Regions from separate parts of the Sus scrofa genome. Here region 1 is linked to region 2. Evidence: chromatin contacts called from public Hi-C data. All regions are on one chromosome and are shown on one strand. Each heading gives the region's core, a stretch centred on a gene start, on an enhancer-like site or on the middle of the called end of the contact. The rest is flanking DNA. Distances are from core to core; before and after follow the strand shown.

The links. Hi-C and Micro-C count contacts between places; a contact is called where the count stands out from the background.
Region 1: a Hi-C map of embryonic fibroblasts shows a contact between it and region 2, with 2.5 times the contacts expected there. The contact joins the promoter of LOC100524118 here to the promoter of ZNFX1 in region 2. A contact is called at or near these places in 15 of 47 Hi-C or Micro-C datasets (brain, embryonic fibroblasts, epiblast stem cells and 8 more) and 1 of 2 datasets of contacts at active chromatin or transcription factors (skeletal muscle).

Annotation. Positions count from the first base shown.
Region 1 is chr17:51,002,872-51,005,596 of Sscrofa11.1, forward strand. LOC100524118 (somatomedin-B and thrombospondin type-1 domain-containing protein-like) reads left to right here and starts at 1,416. Exons shown (of 3, transcript XM_021077519.1): 1 at 1,416-2,725. The region is part of intron 2 of LOC106506050 (a long non-coding RNA gene); the gene reads right to left.
Region 2 is chr17:50,957,329-50,960,028 of Sscrofa11.1, forward strand. It overlaps ZNFX1 (NFX1-type zinc finger-containing protein 1), which reads right to left and starts at 1,394. Exons shown (of 14, transcript XM_021077518.1): 1 at 938-1,394. It overlaps LOC100627868 (a long non-coding RNA gene), which reads left to right and starts at 1,513. Exons shown (of 5, transcript XR_300503.3): 1 at 1,513-1,661; 2 at 1,987-2,096. LOC106506050 (a long non-coding RNA gene) reads right to left here. Exons shown (of 3, transcript XR_002339902.1): 3 at 2,073-2,164.

The DNA.
Region 1 (2,725 bases), core at 166-2,665, 46 kb after region 2:
GTAGTCACTGACTCCTTACTTACTGGGTCCTTTGTGTCTGGCACTGTATTTGTCCCTGGGATTCTACAGAGTACAAGACCCTTGCTGCTGAAGGGCTGACATTCTAGTTGAGGAGGCTGGCAGGATATGAATAATCATGTGGGTGTGCGAATATTGCCACCCTAGGTCTAGGTGAGGTGTGATGACAGTTCCTGGGGGTGTCAGCTGTGCATGCTGCTTGGTGACATCACAGATGCCAGCGGCCTGGAACGAATATGTTTAGGGTGCCATCTGCCTAATTTTCTGCAGAATCTCTCATCTGCCTGGTGGAGGATACGGCAGGACTTTGGTGCTTCCCCTTGGCCCAGCTTCCCGGCCAGTGCCTGGATCTGGTCTGCAGCCTCCCTGCCTGGTTATCCAGCCACTCTACGAACACTTCCTTTGACACAAAACTCACTTTTCCTAGGTTTTTCTATTGCAGATTATACTCTTTGCATGGACAGCTGCAGTAGCTGTCTTGCTGGTTTCCCTGCTCCTACCCTGACCTCCACCCAGTGGCTACAAACATCTGGTTAAAACCTTAAATGTGATGATGTCACTTCTCTGCTCAGAACCTGGTAGTGGCTTTTTTTCGTGCTTAGAATAAAATCCAGCTTCCTTACAATAGTCATCAAGGCTCTGAATCCCATCACTGCTGGCTTCTTTCTCTCTGATGTCACCTCCTGCCACTTTCCTTCCTGCTTTGTATGCTCTAGCCACACTGGCCTCCTCACTGTCCCTCCAGCATCTAACCTGGACCCTGCCCCCAGGCCTGTTCCCTCTGCCTGGAACATGTCCCCATCAGATACATACACACCTCCCCTTTGCCTCCTCAGATGTCCTTTGTCACAGAGCCACCCCCCCCACCCCATCCCCTCTAAAACAGTTTCCTGTCACCCTACCCCTGCCACTCTTATCCTGCTTTGGATTTTCTCAGAGCATGGATCACTAGTTGAAATCACATCATCTATTGTATTGTTTCTTGTCTTCCCCACCGAGAATGTCAGCTCCTCCAGGGCAAGGGCCTTTCCTACTTTGCTCCCCTGTAATCCCATCACCCGGGGCAGCGCTTCGCACAAAGTATAGGCCCTGAGTCGTTGCCGAGTAAGTGTACAGAGATCCCTGCACTATTGCGCATTTACTATCTTCTCAGAGCTTCGCATCTGTCCTGGGACAGTGGACTTGGAGGAAGAAGCTGGAGGTCTCAAAGGCCACATCCTCAGGGAGTGCCCGTCGTGGCGCAGCGGAAATCAATCTGACTAGTAACCATGAGGACTCAGGTTCGATCCCTGGCCTCGCTCAGTGGGTTAAGGATCCGGCGTTGCCGTGAGCTGTGGTGTAGGTTGCAGACTCGGCTCGGATCTGGCGTTGCTGCGGTGTAGGCTGGTGGCTATAGCTCTGATTTGACCCCTAACCTGGAAACTTCCATATGTGGCGGGTGCGGCCCTAAAAAAAAGGCTGCATCATCAGAAAGTACCTATTCACTGGGCCCCTGAATATGGTGGGCACGGGGAGCACCTCATGGATGTGGAGCCCCCCACCCTCTTTTATTAAGATGAAATATTTTAGACATACCCCAATGTAGAGAGATCAGCACAACAATAATGTAACATGAAAAGCGAAGAAATGAGTCTTAATGGATACCACTGGGGCTTCTGCATGCTTTTCCTTTCTCCTCAGATTTAACTGCCGTGCTGAATTTGGTATTTATAACTTCTGCTGATATATATACATATATATATATATATTCAACATCTATAAAATATGTACAGTCAGTTCTCACGATTTATGGTAGTTAAACTCATGAATACCGAATTGACAAATACTGAGCCATTGCTCCGTTGCTCCTCGGGGACATATATGCAAACATATCTCGCATAGAGTATAATCTTAAATCCTAAAAACACCTCATTCTGGTAGATTCTATTTTATTTTACAAAAGAGAAAAATGAGGAGTTCCCTGATGGCCTAGAGATTAAGGATCCAGTGTTGTCACTGCTTGGCTCGGGTTTGATCCCTAGCCGGGAATTTCTGCATGCCACAGGCTTGGCCAGAAAAAGAAATCACCCAGAGGAGAAAAATAAGATTTGGAGACGTTAAGTGACTGGCCTGGGGCTGCCCCACTAACAGGTGCCAGAGTTAGAATTCAAAGCCAGTCCTCCTGGTCCCGGAGCCCAGGATCCTTGAACTGAACCACGCTGCCACCGGCCGCCTCCCTCCAGCAAGGCAGATGGGGCCTTGTTTGACCTTAGCTGTGAACATGCATGTCGGATGACTCAAAATTGTTATTGTTTTGCATATGTCTGCACATGACTGCAGAAGTGCCTCAAATGTTGGTTTGGGGGTTACAAATCAATTTTAGCAAATAGGTGAACTCGCAAAGACTGAAGATTGACATGGGTACGTGCATACATATACATACAGATATACACTTAGGTATATAGACAATATATATGATACATATGTATATAGTATCATATATATAATGTATATTACCTGTCCTAATTCTTAAACACTGTATAGCACTTTTTGCAGTCTTTAAAACTGTGCTAAATAGTATCACACCAGAAATAGCTTCTGCAAGAGGCTTCTTTCCATCCCCATTGTTGCTAGTGGAGCTGTGGTTTCACTGCTGCAGAGGAATAGCTAGTGTTTACTGAGCACCTACTATGCGCATGGGCAATTACGCTTTATATGTCACATCGGG
Region 2 (2,700 bases), core at 144-2,643:
GGAAATGTTATACACACACACACAAAAGCAGACTGGAGTGGGTTGCTTTGGGAATCAAGGCCTAAATGAGCAGGATGAAGAAAATCAGTGATGGTCAGGCTGGCAGAGGAGTTAAATTAGAGAGGAATGTTAATCACCAGGGTGAGATGAAAGAGGTTAGAGCTGGGTTTCAGGGGGAAGTCTCCAGGGTCCTGAGAGAGTCTAAGAAAAAATGGAGGAGTCTCTGGCACCCAGGAGCCCAGTAGGTCCTGATAATGATATTTTAGGGTCAAGGGAGAGCCAGGGCTGTGTGGGGACATGAAGAAGGTGCCAAGGCAAGGCTGAAGAGGAGAGCGGCAGAGAGGTGGGGGAGAGTGGAGGAGATCTGGGGGCCTCAAGAAAAGTGTGGGGCTGAACTCAACTAGGGGTTGCTTGCTGAAGTGAGGGGGGACCTGGAAATAGGGATGGGAGCGGAGGGTGCTTCTAGAAGATGGGGGATGAGGGATGAATGAGGCGACGGGAGGATGAAGGAAGACGAAGAGGGTGCTGTGACAAAAAGTGAGAGCCGAGATGGGGGGAACAGAAAAACTAGATGAAGAGAGCGGAGGAGGGCTCTGGGGGCAGAGGAGGTGAAGGGGGCGCTGCGGGGGTACCAGGGGTGCCGAGGCGGGACAGAGACGGGTGATGGAGGCGATGGGCAATGAGGAGGGGATGGGGTGCTGAGGGGCGCTGAGGACAGGGGACAGGTACTCAAGTGGATAGAGGGGACGCTGAGAAGTGATGAGGGCTGAGAGGGGGTGACGGGTGCCGAAGAGGGTGATGGGGACGCGGGGGCTGAGGCGGCGGCGGGAGCGCTGAGGCGGGCGCCAGGGCAAAAGTGGCGACAGTGGCAGGGTGGCGCGGCCGCCGGGGACCCGGAGCAAGTGTGGGGCCAGGGCTCGGGGCAGGGGTCACTCACCCAGCTCCGATACGTCCGCACTCCACCACTGCCGCCGCGGACTGGCGCTCGGACTCGGGCCCTGGATGGTCCGCGGCCCCGCCCGGAGCCTCGCACTTTCGGTTTCCTTTCTCCCCAGACACTCGGCGGAGCTGGGGGCCGGCCCGGAGGAGGAACACGAGAAGGAGGGGCCCTGGCCCTGGCCCAGCCGGCGCCCCCGCCCTCAGGCGGGGCAGGGGCAGGCAGACGCTCGGGCGTCGCCTCAGCTCCCCCAGGCGGCGGGGCCCGTGGGCTCCGCCGGGAGCCGCTGAGGGGAGGGGACTGCAGGAGGCGGGTTAACAGCAACCAAGGCCGTCGCAAGCCTCAACGGTCCCAGAAGGAGGGGGGAGCCGGCGGACGGCTTGTTGCGTGTGAAGCGCGACATGGCGGCGAGGCCGACCAGCCCGAGTGGCCTCGTGTATGCAGAGAAGGGGCGGGGCTAGAGCGGTCTCGACCTCCAGTAGACTTGCCTCCGGCAGGGCCGCGCGGAGACTACATTTCCCAGAGGGTGCTGCGCGTCGCGGAAAGGAGGGGGAGGAAGCACTTTGACTCCAGTGCGCAGGCGTGAGAGTCTCCTCAGGCTATTTAAGCGAGGCTCGAGTGTTTCGCGTTCTTTCGCTTCTGCGGCGCTCGTCGGAACCTTTGTCTCTCTGTTCCTCTTCTGATGGCGTTCTACCCTGGGAACGTGGGTGTGCTACTCCATGTGGTGAGTGAGATAAAGGTATCTTTGTCTTTGTGTGGTTGCTTTTGCCGTCCTCTTCTTGGGTCCCCCTTGTTTTGATATAGGTCATAGGCCCACTAAGGGAGATAAATTAAAGCTGGAGAAACTCGCTCCATGTGCTCGGGCCTGTGGGTGGAGCCCGTGGCTGGTGTAAATGATGACTTTACTTTTTTCCCCATCAGATCGACAATGCTGATGTTTTTGAGTACTTGCCAGTTAATTCTGATACACTAGCCACAAAAGGCCCTGCCACGTTCTTTTTTTCCTAACTCTGGAAAGATGGCGATTGATGACCTTGCTTTGTTCGCAGGTTTGCATGATCAGAGACTGCAGGATGGATCTCGGAGAAGACGACTCCTGCTGGGCCTCTAAGGCAACCATGTATAGACATCCACAATCTTCAGTCTCCTGATCTCTGGGGTAAGCGTTTGTATTTTGGCCCGTTGTAGGAAATGCGTGTTTTAAAGAACTTTAGTTTGATAGATGACCTTGGAGAGAAAAAGGGAAGTTAAGGACAGCAAATAAGCACAAAGGTGGAGGTTACCTACGTGGGGTCCAGAAGGATGTGGTTTTGTCCTATTGGCCTTACCCAGTTACCTATGTCATCAGTCCTCGCCATGGTTTTTTTGCCCTTTTCTTCCTGCAAGATTAAGTCACCATTCCTCACATCCCTTTGCTATCAGTTGAGGAGTGGGTTAAAGATTCATGTCCAGGAGTTCCCGTCGTGGCGCAGTGGTTAACGAATCCGACTAGGAACCATGAGGTTGCGGGTTCGGTCCCTGCCCTTGCTCAGTGGGTTAATGATCTGGCGTTGCCGTGAGCTGTGGTGTAGGTTGCAGACACGGCTCGGATCCCGCGTTGCTGTGGCTCTGGCGTAGGCCGGTGGCTACAGCTCCGATTCAACCCCTAGCCTGGGAACCTCCATATGCCGCGGGAGCGGCCCAAGAAATAGCAACAACAACAACAGACAAAAAGACAAAAGACAAAAAAAAAAAAAGATTCATGTCCAGCTAGGCGTAGGTAT